2 separate regions of the Mus musculus genome follow, and region 1 is linked to region 2. The links are chromatin contacts, called in public promoter capture Hi-C maps. All regions are on one chromosome and are shown on one strand. Each heading gives the region's core, a stretch centred on a gene start, on an enhancer-like site or on the middle of the called end of the contact. The rest is flanking DNA. Distances are from core to core; before and after follow the strand shown.

Region 1 (5,351 bases), core at 1,860-4,359, 1.1 Mb after region 2:
TGGGCTGGAGAGATGTCTCAGCCTTTAGAGGTTAGGCTCACAATCAAAAATGCCTCATCGATCATAATATTTCAAAACGTTATGAACTTCAATTGTCTATAAAATAAAGCAGTATAAATTAAAAGAAACTACCATTCAGATATGACTTGCTTCATTTCTCCTATTCTTTCTTTTTTATTGAGTCTTATACAGACTCTCTCTCTCTCTCTCTCTCTCTCTCTCTCTCTCCACACACACAAAATCCAATATGATTATCAATCTAGATTTTAAAATATTTTACTGCAGCTAGGCATTGATGGTGCACACCTTTAATCCCGTCAGAAGCAGGCAGATTTCTGAGTTTGAGGCCAGCCTGGTCTACATAATGAGTTCCAGGACAAGGCTATACAGAGAAACCCTGTCTGGAAAACACACACACACACACACACACACACACACACACACACACACACACACACACACACACAATTTTACTGCAACATTTGAAATTAGATCATCTGGAAGATAATTTCATCAACAAAAAGAAAAAAGCTCTGTGATGTTAATTTCTGGTAATGATTGATTGATTCTTTGCTGGGGCAGCTGCCACAGAGTTTCGAAAGATGTGTAGACATTGCAGGTAGGTTTGCTATAAGCTGAGAATTGGGCTGGTAGGGCAAGAGAATCAGTGATTCAATGTCATCATAAGCTAAACTATTTAAAGAGCTCTATGCCAGCATTGAACTTAGATTGTATCAGCAATTTTTAAAAGAGAAAGAAAGATATTTTAAAAGATATTTTAAAAATTAAAATATGGTTTTGATGGTAGAAATCTGTAGTGACTTCTGTATCCATCAACATTTCACTTGAAATAACCAGAAAAAAAATCACAATAAATTCAAGCCAGACCTTATCAACTTCATGTCTTTCACTCCACATCCTCTTTAGAGGCCCAGCTCAGTCCTCACACCCTGGAATCTAGCCCACTGTGGTGAGGAGTTTAAGTGAAATTGGGCCATTTGGAATAATAGTATCCACCCCCAGGATCTATAGATTATCTAACAAAACCCCTGTACCAGATATGAGAAACCTCATTTTGAGTTGTTGGTGAGGAGAGTTCAAGGGAGTCTCAAAATACAGGCAATTTTTACTGCTTTGGTTGCTTCCCAGAAATTGAAGGTAAGTCACTATTGCCGAAGACACCATGCACTTTGGACATAAGACTCAGGATTTGAAAATGTAACAGACACAAAATCCTCTTCCCAAAAAACTAGCTTTCATAGTGCCATAGCATCAGAAAATGATGCACAAGCTTCTGTGGGAAGAAAGTCATCAGTAAGTCCTACCCAGCCATCCAACCATGATGCCAATGAATCACAACAACGGCCAGCATACCAAGACATCCCAAAAGGTACATAGTAGCACTTATATCTTGTCCTTAACCAATTGTTTTCTAATTGGACAAGAGCCCCACTCAACAGAAGGGAAACTTTGCCTGTTACTGTAAACCTAGCCAACTACAGATGGCTAGTGAGGTCATGAATCTTAGAGGAGGACCAACTATGGCCCCTTTCCCAGACCAGTATAGTTGCTAACTGCATTCAAAATGATTCACCTGATACCCACACATAAATATAAATATATCCCTTCATCAAAGAATCTTCATTTTGTACCGGACAGACCAACTGACCATGGGCACCTAGCCCCAACTGATACATCTATAAGGCAATTCTTGCACCTAAGAATTAAGGATATTATGGAAGAGGGGTTGTAAACATGGAAAGAGCCAGGAACCTGGATGTCAGCTGTGAGATTGCATCAGTAGGCAAGCAAGCTTGCAGAACACAAGGTCCCACTCTGTCTGGGCCCACCAATCTCCTACTTCATGCTCAGAGTTCACAATAAGTTCTCACTCTTATTCTCCCAGAGCCTTAAGCTCAAATAAACAAACTCTTCCTTTTACAATTTACCTTAATCCCAGTGTTATATCACAGTAATAATGACTAACTAACATATCTAGGGAAGTAATTATTATGATTATTCTATCATCATCTTATGATTATCCCAAGAGTCTGACATGTCTACTGTATCCCTTTCACTTTGAACACATTCACGGATGTGGGGATTTCTTTTTCTTGAATTTATTTTCTTTATTATCAAAAGTATTACTCAAGACAAGGAAACTTGATATGGTCACGAAGTAACAAGCTAAAACTTTTGTGGGTTTTTATTTGGAGGGGGGTGAGAGGCATGGCTCAGTGAATAAAGGCACTTTGCCTACAACCACAGACTGTAGCAGACAGAGGTAGGAGAATGACTGGGGCATGCTGGCCACCAGCATGAGTCTAGATTCTCTGAGTGATGCTGTTTCAAGGGGGGAAAAAAAGCAAAAAATGATAGAGCATGAACACAAATATGTGAAAACACAGAAAAACATGAAAACGAGGAAAGAAAACAAAGACTGACAAATGATGCACACAGACACATGAACAACACACACACACACTTTTGTCACTATTGACACTGAAACATCACTACTCCATGGTAGAACATAGGTTTGGACAAGCTGATCACATGTACACTGGGAAGAACACAAATCCTTTAAAAAAATCATTAATGTTTGCATGAAGCATCAGGATGTTTGGAACTCAAACCCATCCTGGAATCCTTCTGCCACCCAATCAATCAATGATCAGACCCTGATGCTTGGTTACTCACCATCAAAACTATATCCAGATACTGAAGATCAATGTGTATAAGATTCCCTAAGGTCCTTTCTACCCAAACTCTGCATGAAACATCATTTGCTTCTACCGCACAGTCATGTCAACAAGCATTAAACTCAGCCCCAGAAAACTTTGTATTGACTCTCTGAGCTGATATGTGCAATGCATACTCATGAATGTTTCATATTCAGTGGAAGAAAACACCGCATTTGTGAGCTAAACTTCACACTTTGCCAATAGTTTATTTGCACTTATTTTTATCTGCCTCTTGGGGGGTTGATGAGAAGCCAATACACTAAAACTCAATAAATGTGCCCGTACGATTCTTCCTGGCTTGGGAAACAACTTCTCAGTTCTAGGCACATCTCAAATAAATATTTGCAAAGCAATCTGGTGCTTAAAATACCTCAGCAAATTGATGTTCAAAGTCAGAGAAAAATGCTCAGAACAGAATTCTCAGTATGCCTGTGTGTGTCAGCCTCAGTCACAAGGTCCATTCACTATTGTAGACTCAATGAATCAGTCTAACTTCTCAGTATGTCTCACCTAACCTAAAACCTTGGGGGAAAGTTTAAGTCAAGTTGAATATCATGAAAGTATATTTGAATTTTGTGGCATTTTTTGTTAAACAAAAGAAAATTGGGGAGGGGGTGAGCTTATATATTGGTGCTGACAGGCCACATCACAGTTGATTTGGAATAGTCTGTGGCAAACATTTCTATTGGCTTGGCAATTTGCCTCATCAAGAAAGTGTCAGAGAAAATTTTCTCAAGACAGATAATGCTAAGTCAAAAAGCCACCCTAGTCTAGATTTTCCTCTCTTGAGGACTTGGCTGCCAATGCCATTGACCCACATTATACCCAGAAGCCTCCTCCCCTGCTGACCTTACCAGAGCCCTCATTTCCTGGGAAGTGAGGGTCAGTCTAACAGCCTGACTTCACAACAATTAAGTGAAGTTAGGAGAACATGGAGACCACTCCAAACAGAAGCCAGAGCGTCAGCACTTTGGACAAGTCGGAATATTTATTTCCTCTCCACAGCGGTGGCCATCACAGGTGCATTTGCCTTCTGCCCTAGAATGCCCCCTTGGTCACCATCTGAGTTACTGTTAGCCCATTCCAAGTTCAACTTGTCAGTGAACTGAAAAGGTGTATAGTTAGGTCAAAGACATCCCCATGCTTGGGTGTATCTATCTGTCTGCCTTTCTTCCTTTTTCTTCCTTCCTTCCTTCCTTCCTTCCTTCCTTCCTTCCTTCCTTCCTTCCTTCCTTCCTTCCCTCCTGTCTTTGCAGGAATTATTTCTTTAGTTCCACTCCCTCAATCCAATGTGTAAAATAACTTTAAAAAATCTATTTAAAATGTCAGATGTAGAGAGTGTCTTTTATGAACTGTACAGGAAAATGTACAAGTCTAGTGTATTGAATAAAAAAGAATAGTGCAAGATAACTTGCAAATTTAATATACATTCCTGAAGCTCTACTATAGAGCTTGATAATTTTTGAGTTCAGAAACACTTCTTATAGTTTCTGTTTGCTTGCTTGTTTGTTAATTTTAAAGAGGAGATGCCATGAAATTCCAGTATAACATACCTATTGTGTTTGAAATGAGTTGTTAATTCAATTCTTTTGCTTAAAGACTTCAGACTGCTTTACATGCAACAAAACTTAAACATGATGGAGAATAACACACTATTCTTTTTTATCCTCAAACAGAAAGCTGTACTTTGGATTGTGTGACAATTCAGTGAGAAAGGGAATTATCTTGACCCAGCTCATGAAAGAATATATTTATCACTTAGAAGATTTATGCATGTTATATTCTTGCTATGTCCCTTGGCACACGCATCATCGCCTAGATAAAAGACTGGTCCTCCCTCTCTCTTTTCCTCCTCCCTCTCCCAGAGGCTACCTCTGACACCCTCCTAATAAACCTTCCATGTGAGATCTGTTGCATGGTGTGATTTGTTTGGGACCATGCCGCTTATTTCTAACAGCAATAATAAGACTCATTCTCATTTCTTAATGAACCTATTCCATAAACCAGTAAATTAAGTGGATATGGATTCCAGTCCCTGCCAATCAAAATAGCAGGTGGTAAATCAGTATCACCTGTGAAATGTTCTGCTTGCCATTTAATCCACAGTGGAGAAAAGGGACTGTGAACTATGATTTCTTGAAATGGACATTTTTGTTTGTCTCTTTGAGTATAAATAATGCAGAAGGTTTTTTGGTTGGTTGTTTGGATTTGTTTTGTCTTTCACAAAATATGATCTGTCAAGGAAATAGAGTGATTAGTTTTTATGAGAATTTCACAAATACATATGAGAGAGATTCAAACAGGACAAAAAGGTGACACCAAATTTCATGAAGTGAAATTTGGTCTCCTAGCTCAGAGTCTAGTGACCAACAAATTTCAAATGAGATTTATCCACATATAGGGATGCCATTTCAATGACTTCAGAAAATAACATGAAGTTGGGATTGCAGTTCAAATGTAAAGAATCATGGAGTAACAGAGAGAGAGAGAGGGGGGGGGAGAGAGAGAGAGAGGGAGAGAGAGAGAGAGACTGTTCTTTACATTCCCTGGGGTTTGGTGCCTCCAGATTTGGCAACATGAGCAAGAAGAGAACTGAGGAGCAGCAGACCA
Region 2 (5,585 bases), core at 2,114-4,613:
TAAGAGGAAAATTCACCTGGAAACTAAAATGTATTATGTAGAGCCCATTTTGAAATCCATGTTTCACTTCTATGAGGTATGAAGTAATATCATATTATATTTTTTAAAAAGCTGAGCAATCTTTACATTCAGAGCTCTTTACTGATCTGATATGGTCAATGATCTTCTTAGCACGTTTGAGATTCTTGCAAAGGCTCTCAACTGAAAATATGTTCTGCGTTTCCAAAAGATGACTGAGGTCATTTCTGGCCAACTCAAGCAAAGCTAATTACCACTGCTTTATTCCCCTTTATTCTAAGAACATCTAACTGTAATTAGTGAACACAGTGTATTATCATTTTTATGTCTTCATGTTGACCCTAACCGGTAAGATCCTTAATGAAAACTAAGTGCCTTATTTCTGTTTGTTTCTCTGACACCACCAATGGTAATTATCTTAATACAGTTTCCTTTCTCAAGCCTCTTTCTGAGAGTCCTTACAGATTAAGAGTCTGAAAGCTAAGATGGAAGAGGTAGTGGTGTCCATATCCGGCCCACGCCTTGCTCTACATCTTCCGCGAGTTAGCAACGTGTGGGGGTGGGATGGGGGAGGGAGAATGAGTCCAGGTTTCACTGTGAAGCTCCTGATGGCTGCCAACTCCCAGATATCCACCCTCCTAGCAAATATCCACATGTTTTTAAGTGTTGGGGGGAAAAAAAACAAATAGCAATAACTATGACAGGTGAAAATATAAAGTTCAAACCTCGGGTCTCCTTACATCGTATGACGTTGTGTTGGAACACACCCGTGCTGCTTCATACCTGTGTTGTCTGGGACCACTTGGTGCTATGAGGGCAAATTTAAGCAGAGACAGAATCTACTCAGTCTTCAAAGCCTAGGTGACTTACTTCCTTACTCTTCATCCAAAAAGATTCACTAACTCCTTTCATCAGTTGTAGGAGAGGGACACAAGTGGAAACGCTAGGTCACTTTTCTAACACGTTCTAAAGAATGTCTGCGCGAACCAGAAAAAAAAAAAAAAAAAGGATCCTCCTATCACTAACTTAATGTAAATCAAATTAAATGTAATAGTGTAATTCCAGTTGAGGGAAAGAGTTAGGAAAGAATTTCTAAGCAGAGAGAAAACTATGGAGATGCTGAATTCCCAAAAGACAAGATCTATGTAAAATGAAGAAGAGAGCTATCCACAACCCGGTGGAGGCAGATGCCACCCTGGAATGTGGCAGAGCACGGGTGTACGCCCTGGGCAGCAATGTACAGACGAAACTGACAACAGAGTGTGGAATGCCTTGTATGCGATATGGAACACCCCAAGTGGCACCCCACTCCTCCTCTGTACCTCTACACCCAAGGGAGATGCTTCACACTTTAGAAGTCCACTGACTGCCTCAATCCTCAAAACCCCTCCATCTCCATCTCCACCATCACCTACAAACTGCAATCTGGATTCCTACTTCAGTGAGAAAACAGAAACAATCCAAAGAAACGGCTCCACCACTCCAACCACTCGCTGACATCTGGGCCTCCAATAATTTACATGTTAAACAACGTGCATGGCTGCCATTCCCCCGAGAACTCTAAACCACAGAAACGTAAATGCCATCCAGTTTAACTATACTTTTAAATTAAGATTTAATTTTTTGAAAAGAGCTGCTAATCTGTCTAGCAATGCACTGAAAGAGAAACCTATCCAGCTATTTTACTGGCTTCATAATGGGTATAATAAACCTTTAAATTTAACAGAAGGCATCATAAACGCTTTCTTCGCTGATCTTTTAAAATTTACCAAAAGTAGTGACATAAAGCAAGATACTAATGCCAGTAAAGTTTGACCTAAGTTTTATGACAGAACGCCTTGCTGGAGGAAAACGATGTAACAGTACCCATATGGCAAGTCAGCTAATAGTTTTCTTTATATATAATGTTTATAAAAGTATAAAGTTTGCACTGTATAAAAGTTTTAAGTTTGCACTTAAAACTATTTCCAGTGTAATCTACACACTAATGAGGACTACAATTTATATTAGTATGAGTTGCTTTTATATAATTACTCTTTCAATTAAACTCAATGGCAGACATTACATACTATATTCATCTAGGAACTTTAGGAACAAAATGATTACCTGGCATGTAACGAACATATTAATAAATTTATGCAAAATTTAAGAGTTCCCTATGTTTAATAGAATTTGAAGTTTTGCATTATCAAGGACACATCTGCCTAAATGACCCACATTCAAAGATCACTGTCTCTTAAATCTGCTTTCAGGATAAACACACACAAAGTGTTCTCATAATGTTCTTATCTATTGAGTCTTCTCTGACGAGACATAAAAATGCTCTCTGGGCAAACATAAAATAGAGTGAGGAAAGCACCAGGATTAGAGAGTCTGGAATCTCAGAGGGAGAATCTCAGTACCTCATTTTTTTCCCCAGCTGGGACCTTAATAAAGTTATTTAACCTCTTTAAGACCCATATTTCCCACACAGAGTACCATCTCCAACCTCAGAGCAGCTGTCAAGATGAAGTAATACTGACCCTGGCTCTGAGCCAGGATCTAACCTCATCTGGGGCTCCAGAATGTCCTTAATTTTTGTCCTCAGACTTGATTCTTTGAAAACGTAAAGCGAAGCTTTTAGAGAGCTGGGGCGAAAATCCTCAACTCCGACTGCCCCAGAGGCCGCTGTCCCCCATGGACCTCGCTTTCTCCTCCTCCCTGAAACCTTTCCGCGCCTGGGAATCTTCGTTAGCTATGTTTGGGGAATTCAGATTATTTTCAACCCCAAAACCGTGTCACGAGCTCTGCGGCTTTTCCTCTCACCCCGAGTCCTCTGGTCACACATGATCCGCTACCCGATCTGCGCCCCAAGTAGGGCGATGCTCCTGAGCCCTCAGGGGGAAAACTGACTTCGGTTTGGTTTGGGCTTTTATTTAATTTCGGTTTGTCCTTTCTTTTCCTTCTGCCTCTCTAGAAGTTCTGAGGATGTCGCTAGCCCAGGGATCCCTGTCAGCGCCCGCCACCCGCCAGCATCCTCCGGCTCCCCGCGGCCCGCCACACCCTCCCCTCTCCTCATTCCCTAGCTGCTCGGCCATCTCCACGGTCCATGCCCCGTCCCCGCCGCCGCGTCACCTCTCTCCGCAGACACGAATGGCGAGCGACCTCGAGCGCCGCGGGCCTCGGCGTCTCCTCACCCCGGCGTCGCAGCCGCAGCGCTGTCAGGCCCAAGCCGCGAGCTTACCTGCGGCGACCGCGACCGCGGTAAGTGACGGAGCTCGGAAATTCTGCGCGGAGACGCGGTCCGCGAGGCCGAGCGCGCGCGTGCCCGCCGCCCCGCTACGCCGAGAGAGCCGCGCGCGCCGCCGGAGACACGCCCCCTGCCCGCCCCTGAATGCACCTGAGGGCGGGGCGTGCGTAATGCGCGTGCTCCTGGAGCTCGAGACGGGAGCGCGCTTGGGGGCGGGGCTACTGGGGGCGGGGCTCCGGCGGAGGTGAGCGCGGCGAACGAGTCGCAGAGTACTTGGTTGGACCTGCCGACTCTAGCTCAGGTGCTCAGAACCTCCTGGGGAGCTCGCCGCACCCTCCACCGAGGCTCGATGGGTTTGAGGAGACTTCTGTCGCCTCAAGAAGGACGGCCTTGGTTCTCCACCCTCCCATCTGCCTCTGTTCCCTTGTATTTAAAGAGTTGATAAAAGTCTGACACTCCTCCCTCTTGCTGCAGCGTCCTCCCTCCTCGTTTCTGTAAAGACTGCCTTCTCCTCTCCAACCTCAGACTACCACCTTGAACATCCTACCGGTTCCTTCAAACATCCTCCGAAAATCTGCAAGTGTTGACTTCTGGCAAAGACTATATACCACGCTTAATTTTTACTTAAAATGCAAACTGATGTTTGGAATGTCGTTACCCAAAGTGATCGAAACAAGGGCCAAAGGTATTGCAAAGTAAAGTTCACAATACCAAAATTACACATCCCTGAGGAAGACTGATCCTTTCTTATCCAGAAGCCACAAACTGCCAATTCATAACACACACACACACACACACACACACACACTATTCATGCTGGAATTTTTGCTGGCTTGATACTGAATGTGTCTGGTGTGTGCAGTCCCCAGTGCTATGTGTTACAGTTACTTTCGAAAACATCTTCAGCTCTGTGAATGTGAACATTCATACATATTTTGTGTATGTGTGTGTAGTTCTCAAATTGAAAACTAAGTCTATAGAATGTGTTCTGCTTTATTATAGATGTGGACGTTTTGCCTGCATGTGTGTGTACACTATCATAGAGCCTGACACAATGATATCTTTCCTCTCAAACACCCCACTTGGCACCATAGTATCCCTTTCACTGTCTTACATGCTAATCTCTTCAGCTACATCATATGTAGCCTGAAGTTAAGAACTTTTTCTTATACCAATTTAAATTTTCAGGTCTTGCGAATCATAAACTATGGTAAATACTGCTAATAATACTACTGATGAGAGAAAACACCTACAAGAAAGGTATGTAAATATTTTTATCTTCACAAAAAATACCTACTCACTTAACAAAATTGCACCCATAGAAACAGAAAATATTAAAATTCTATTATAGGAGTGGACTTGTAGTTCAGTGATAGTCTGCTTGCCTAGATTGTACAAGGTCCTGGCTTTAAACCCCAGCAACACACACACACACATACGACTTATAAAATGGACAACAAGATTATAGGCTTGTAAGAATAACATAGAACACAGAGAAAAATATTTTAAATAAAAAAATTACTACAAATTAATGTGTAGGTTGTGACATATTTTACTGCCTCTACGCAAACTATTTATCAGACTATTTATATCTTGTAATCAGGCTGGTCACACGATGTCTGCCTAAATGTCCACAACTACCAGGTTTTAATAGTAAAACAGCGGCCAGAGAGAATGATGCTTCCTTCCACCCTTCTGTATCTAGGAAATAGAAACAAGCAATAAGCACATCTTGGTTGTCATGGTGGCAACTGAAATCCCCACACCTCATTAATAGACCTTATAGACAAATGAACCATGTGGGAGTTCCTAGATCATAGGAGTTGCAGCTTGAGACTTAAGAAGCTCGGTGGCTATGGGAAATTAACAGTGGGCCACAGTTCTCACCAATATTTAACATGGAGTAAGAGGCCAAATCTTGCCACATAGAGTATTAACTTACAACCTGATGAACAATGGCTACGTGTGGCCGTGCTTTTGCTTGCCAGACATCAAAGACTTGTTTAAATGGATTTTTCTAGACCATTTTGCTAAAATTAAGATGACTAAATCATTTGGGGTGGGGCAGCAAATGAAAAATGGCCTCCGTGGGATTGTATATTTGAATGTTTGGTTCACAACTGGAGGAACCGTTTGGGGAAGGATTGGGAGGTGGGCCTTCTTGAAGGACATTTGTCAGTGGGACAGGCTTTGAGGTTTCAAAAGCCCACAATAGGCTCAGTGTTCTCTCTCTCTCTCTCTCTCTCTCTCTCTCTCTCTCTCTCTCTCTCTCTCTCTCTCTCCCTGCCTGTAACTGGAAGATCAGATGAGAGCTCTCAGCGACTGCTCCAGTGCCATG

Evidence for each region. Promoter capture Hi-C pulls out the DNA fragments that hold promoters and counts their contacts.
Region 1: a promoter capture Hi-C map of liver shows a contact between it and region 2, with 5 times the contacts expected there. The contact joins the enhancer-like site here to the promoter of Abca5 in region 2. A contact is called at or near these places in 9 of 39 promoter capture datasets (the 3T3-L1 cell line, the C10 cell line, frontonasal cranial neural crest and 5 more) and 3 of 115 datasets of contacts at active chromatin or transcription factors (astrocytes, forebrain and stem cell-derived neural progenitor cells).

What each region holds. Positions count from the first base shown.
Region 1 is chr11:111,437,067-111,442,417 of GRCm38.p6, forward strand. No RefSeq gene overlaps it. Among named protein-coding and RNA genes, the nearest start is that of Gm30158, 73 kb to the right of the region's middle. Within about 2 kb of position 3,110, at least 1 of the 459 cell types and tissues checked has an H3K27ac peak or open chromatin away from gene starts, as enhancers often do.
Region 2 is chr11:110,334,353-110,339,937 of GRCm38.p6, forward strand. It overlaps Abca5 (ATP-binding cassette, sub-family A (ABC1), member 5), which reads right to left and starts at 3,364. Exons shown (of 39, transcript NM_147219.2): 1 at 3,133-3,364. Gm39445 (a long non-coding RNA gene) reads left to right here and starts at 3,486. Exons shown (of 3, transcript XR_880289.1): 1 at 3,486-3,932; 2 at 4,436-4,507; 3 at 5,553-5,585.